Linked DNA regions of Mus musculus: region 1 is linked to region 2. The links are chromatin contacts, called in public HiCAR-type maps. All regions are on one chromosome and are shown on one strand. Each heading gives the region's core, a stretch centred on a gene start, on an enhancer-like site or on the middle of the called end of the contact. The rest is flanking DNA. Distances are from core to core; before and after follow the strand shown.

The links. HiCAR-type assays count read pairs that join an accessible place to other places.
Region 1: a contact with region 2 is called in a HiCAR-type map of Th17 cells, with 2.9 times the contacts expected there. The contact joins two enhancer-like sites. A contact is called at or near these places in 1 of 484 Hi-C or Micro-C datasets (Th1 cells) and 2 of 115 datasets of contacts at active chromatin or transcription factors (CD8 T cells and Th17 cells).

Annotation. Positions count from the first base shown.
Region 1 is chr15:5,757,429-5,760,225 of GRCm38.p6, forward strand. No RefSeq gene overlaps it. Among named protein-coding and RNA genes, the nearest start is that of Gm41258, 85 kb to the left of the region's middle. Within about 2 kb of position 1,338, at least 10 of the 459 cell types and tissues checked have an H3K27ac peak or open chromatin away from gene starts, as enhancers often do. A contact at or near this core is called in CD8 T cells, Th1 cells and Th17 cells, where this site is marked.
Region 2 is chr15:5,513,533-5,516,232 of GRCm38.p6, forward strand. The region is part of intron 1 of 5430437J10Rik (RIKEN cDNA 5430437J10 gene); the gene reads left to right. Among named protein-coding and RNA genes, the nearest start is that of 5430437J10Rik, 19 kb to the left of the region's middle. Within about 2 kb of position 1,424, at least 112 of the 459 cell types and tissues checked have an H3K27ac peak or open chromatin away from gene starts, as enhancers often do. A contact at or near this core is called in CD8 T cells, Th1 cells and Th17 cells, where this site is marked.

The DNA of each region.
Region 1 (2,797 bases), core at 88-2,587, 240 kb after region 2:
TATTTGACAACCTGATTTTGATCCTCACGTTCCACATGGTGGAAGGATGGAACAAGTCTTTCAGTTGTCCTCTGACCTAGTCACACAAATATGCACACACACACACACACACACACACACACACAGAGCATTTTTCTTTCTCCCTCTGTCTGTCCTCCTTCCCCTTCTCTCTCACACACATGCAAAATTAAAAGTATAATAATAACTTAAAAACAACAGCAAAGCTGGGCGTGGTGGCACACGCCTTTGATCCCAGCACTCGGGAGGCAGAGGCAGGCGGATTTCTGAGTTCGAGGCCAGCCTGGTCTACAAAGTGAGTTCCAGGACAGCCAGGGCTATACAGAGAAACCCTGTCTAGAAAAACCAAAAACTAACCAAACAAACAAACAAAACAAAAAACAAAACCCAGCAAAAGGATACAAACGAAAGACTAAGAAACGTAAAGATCAAAGAAACAGATACATTGCATGAAGGAGCTGATGACAAATTGCCTAGGTTCAAGTACAAGTACTGTGTTCAAGGTTTAGAGCCATACTAGCTGAGTGGTTCTAATCCACTTCCTTCCTAACATCATCTGAAAGCACCCCACTTATCATTGTTATTGTATTCATGTTGAGAGGGCACATATTGAGATTTTCCAAGTTCCAAGTTAAAATTCCTTGTGGTATAAATTTAATTATTTAATATGCTCCAGGAAGCTCAAAGCAAGACTTGGTTGATGGTGATGAAGAATCTAATCTACACGGGAAACACCCAGGAAAGCAATAAAAGTACGTCACCATCTGATGGAAGTGGCAGAAGTCAACATAATCCAGACTGCCTTTGAGACTACTAAGACCTGGTGGGCACAAATCCTGCATTCCATATATTCAGGGGCCATGCCAGCAAGTCAAACTAGAGATGCCCCACGTGAAGAGACCTGAAAACTTGGTCAGTGGTTGAGGTCAGGGAAAAGATAATGAGTGTGTCAGCAGAAGCCACATATCCTGGAAAATGCTGAGCAGGCTATCAAGCCCCAGTCTCGTACTTTGTATGTTAAATAAAAAAATAAGAACAATTAAATCCATGACAAAGGGGGAGGAGCTAAATTGTCTTGAGCTGACTTGGAGGCAAGCAATGTTGCTTTAGTTTCAGGATGCTTCTAGTGGTAGGTGGTACTAACTGATTGAGGTGTCAAGGTTCCTTAGAATTTGCAGTGAGATGGTTGTTTTAGGTTTCTCAGAATCATTTTGTTTGTATGTAGGAATGGATTAACATGGGAACTAGTTACACTGGCACCCGTTCAGGTTACCCCTACACACTCCACTGTGTAGTAAGTAGTGTCTTTTAAACACATGTTAAAAAACATTCATCTCTGAATATAGAAACGCAAGATTTCCTGGAAACAAAAATGCAAGTACTTATAGTAAACCCATTAGTAAATGAGTAATGTGACCACAAGCACTGACTGGTGGAAATATTAATATTCTGTTTTGGTTCTTAGAGGAAAATAAGGCAGGATATTGAGATTAGAAAACACCACATCAATCACTGGGGAATTTAGTTGGAAACTGATTTTTTGAGACATCTTCAACCTGAAAAAAAAAAATCAGTGAAGAGTCAGAAAATGACATCAGTATCAGAAATGAGTAGAATTTGTTAGCATTTAATACCCCAGAGACACGAAAAGTCTCTGTCATTATGAATTAGTCATTCTCCAAGGAGTTTAGACCTGGAAGATCACAATGATTCTACCTCTAACAGAAGCATCTGGTGAGGATCCAATACCACCAAAGGGAAGAACATAAAACTCTGTATGTTATGCTTCAGAGATCACCAAGACAACACCACTTCAGCCCTTATGTAGTTTTATTCGTTCTCTCTCTAGATGCCTGAGTAGCGGTGTCTTGTTTTCAAATGTATGCCAACAATATGTATTCAGGAGACCTAGAGAGATTATGATTTAGGGCATAGTTTAGTGTATTAGAAAATAACTGGTTGAAAAAGCTGAGAGACTTAATATTGAAAGGTTGATACTGCCGAGGACTGGCTGGACTGAAGACGTTCCTTGAGCCCAGGATATTCAAAGAAGGAACATAGCACCTACAACCAGGAAGGAGCTAACTGAGCCGATAACAGCTTGGGGCCAGGGCCTTAGGCGCTTTTCCTTGAGGTGAGGATGTGTGAAGAAGGAACCCAGTTTCTTCTTTAAAACCAGGAATATGCTCCACAGAGCTGCTTATGGTCTAGGGCCAGGGCCTGTGGGGGAGCTGGTCTTCAGATTTAGAGTACCTAACTTCCCATTTTACAGGGCTGTACTTATCAGTCCCAGGGTCACTGTGTGCTCAGTCTGCAATGCTCTTGAGACAACTTGTGTTCCTCTTGGGTAACATTGCTTGACTAGCTCATCTCTGACTTGTCTCATTGAATGATAGTGTCCGTTGACTGTTCAATTTCTCCCCTGGAAGTAGTATATAGAATGCCACATTTCTTTAAGGGGCTTGCTTGACATAAAAACATAGCTTATGTAAGACTTTCAGATACCAGTCTTCTGGGTTCTTTCTTTTCATTCCACTGGCCACATCCCACAGAGGACCCTGTCACTGAAGAATGACCTACCAGTCAAGGCCAGCTACATAAAAGAGCCAGAAAAATAAAAGAGAAGACAACTAGAGAGCAGAAAGAAAGTATAAGTGATACAATGACTTGTTTCTATTGATAGGAGCCCCTGGGGCACTCCCCACTGCTGCCCTGCTCACTGAGGACCAGGTCTGCAATGGTCCTGCCCCTCCCAGGCTACAGTGACCTTCAGAACCAC
Region 2 (2,700 bases), core at 174-2,673:
TGAATGTGAAATCCTAGGTAACAGGATAGAGATCTGTTTTAGATGGAAACTAAGATCCTTTTACCTCCCTCCTTTCATTTTTCCTTTTATCTTTTTCTCCCCTCTTCCTATCCTCTCTGCCTTCAAATTTGTGCTCCTGATATGTATTGGGAAACCACGATTATCTAAGTATTGTTTGTATCTAATCTATGTGTCCACCATAACATGAAGAAAATGCTAAATTGTACCAGTGAATCATCTTCTGTAGTCAAAGTTTAAAACTTTTGTTAGATTCTTTCCTAAAGAGCCAAAGGAGTAAGGAATGAGGATGGGAGCTAGAGAAGGGGTTACAGAATCTACTTTTAAAAAGAACATTTTTACCAGGGGAACTGAGGCTGGAGCATCCTGTGGCCTCAGGAATCAAGGTCAGTTTGACCAACACAGTGGTATTTTGTCTTTCAAAAATTGTGAGACATTGGAAGCTTTAGTTTACTAAATTCAGCAAAGTGGAAACATCTGGTTGAAAACTGAGGGAAAAATCATTCAAGCTTCCAAATTAACAAAAAACCCCTATCGCTCATTAGTCATCAATTATAAAATCATATAAAATGTATGACTTTCTATTTTCCTCTCCAGAATAGAACTAGACCTATCTTGGAATTGTTTATATGCTAAAGTCACTCCTGTTGTTTGAGCACCTCCATGGACTGATGATGTCTGACATCATCAGCTAGCAAAAGCTGAATTGGGCTCATGCATTCTCGCCCCTGAAGTGAAGGGGAAACCATAAAGTGCACGAGAACATGATGATGTAGGTCACAGTGGCTACCCTGGTGAGCTAGAGCATATTTTTATGTCACCAAAAAGCATGAGAAGAATGCACAAAGGAAACAAACCAACCCTGAAAACAAAGGACCGAATGTGTGTCTTTTCTCTCACTGGAGACAGTTCCTTTATGTAATCATCCTTGTGGGCCCCTGTGTGGGTGTAAAGGGACTTCCTGTGAAGACCTACTGCATGAGTTGGCAATTTTTACAATAGTTTTAAAAGATTTTATATGAGAACAAAGACATTACAACGAATAAGTATGACAGTTATTAAATCTTTAGCAATCTATTCACCAAGATGAGCTTATTGCAGTACAAAGTGAAAGGACAAAAAGTTAAAAGAAGGGTGGGTGCTTGCCAGAAAGAAAGAAAAAAGAAATCACACCTCAATACCCAAAGCATCTGAAATTCTCTCTTTTATTTCTGACTTTCTAATTTGTCCGTTTCCAGGGGTCTCAGGGATCTTCTGCAATAAACTTTGATCAGAGAATCTGAAAGTTCACAAATGTTAGAAATAGAAAATACCATGTTCTGTTCTTCCCCCTCAGAGAGTGTCTCATGTGGTGTGTGTGTGATATGCATGCATGTACCTTCAGAGACCAAAAGGGGACTCTGAATATCCTGGAGCTGGAATTTTAGGCATCATTTTTGTGAGTCATTTGGCATGGATCCTTAAAATGGAACTCTATTTCTGTGGAAGAGCAGCAAGTGCTCTTTATCCATTGAGCTGCCTCTCCAACCCCATATATAGCTTTCAGAAGGCCATGCTACACAACCTGCATCAGAAAGTCTCTCTGACAGGCAGTGCTATGTCTTGTCTCTTTAGCTTTTCTTTTCTTGGTGAGCATATCATGGTACATACATAACTAAGGAATCTGCTTTTCACCTAATCACTAAGTTTGGAGTGTGTCAAGGTGTACATGTTTGGGAATTCTTGGTGTTTTAATGTATATACACATCTCAGAGATTGTGTGTTGTTCCTTAATGGATGCACGTTACCTCTGTTTGGTAAGGTTTACTACCAGACTGGGGTTGATAGCTGGCCTTATCTTTATATATCATGTCATGGCATCACCAAATGGGCTCTGAAATACCAGGGAGATTTCTAATGTGGCATTCAATGCTCTTAAAATAAAGGTAAGCTGAAACTGCAGTTTCTCTTAGAGTTAAGAGCCAGTGTTGGTAGAATGTTGTTTCTGCCACATAGTTCATCATAGTGCTTGCAAGATAGAACACACGCATGAGCAGGGGATTAGATCTCACTTTTGCAATGGAGGAATATTTTTAAAATGATGGCCTGCTAGTTAGAAGAAAAATCAGTCCTGACCCTGACTGAGTAGATACCAGCTATTTAAGAACATGCAATCCAAGATGATCTCACCTCAAGGCTGTCATCTTCTACGTGTGGATGGGCTATCCTCCTTTTTTTTTGCCACAAGGAGATAAAAATTATTAGCTTGCTAAAGGTGCACTTGTTAAAGTTAACTTATTGAAGAAAGCAGACACTGAAGTGATGCTAAGCATCCCAAAGCATGTCTTCTGTCCATGTCTCTCAAAGAAGATGGACTATGTCAGTGTTTTCTCCAATAGAAATAAGTTTAGAAGACTTTCTTGACTTGTGACTGTTATCTTACATGGGCATGGTATTCAACTGTCCTCCAAATGCTTAGGTTTATACTCATAGATCAGTGCTGTTCTAAGTCTAAGTTTCTTTTTGCAGCAGGCAACAGCTAGTTTAGAGATCTACAACTAGTCACACTCCAGAGAGTAAATAGTCAGAGAGTGCTTGTTCCTCAACCAGATCTCTCTATTCTACCCATGATGAGGCTCAAGGACCACTGTGGAAGGAGATGGGAGGACATATTTAAGAGCCAGAGTTTGGCATGGAGTGCTA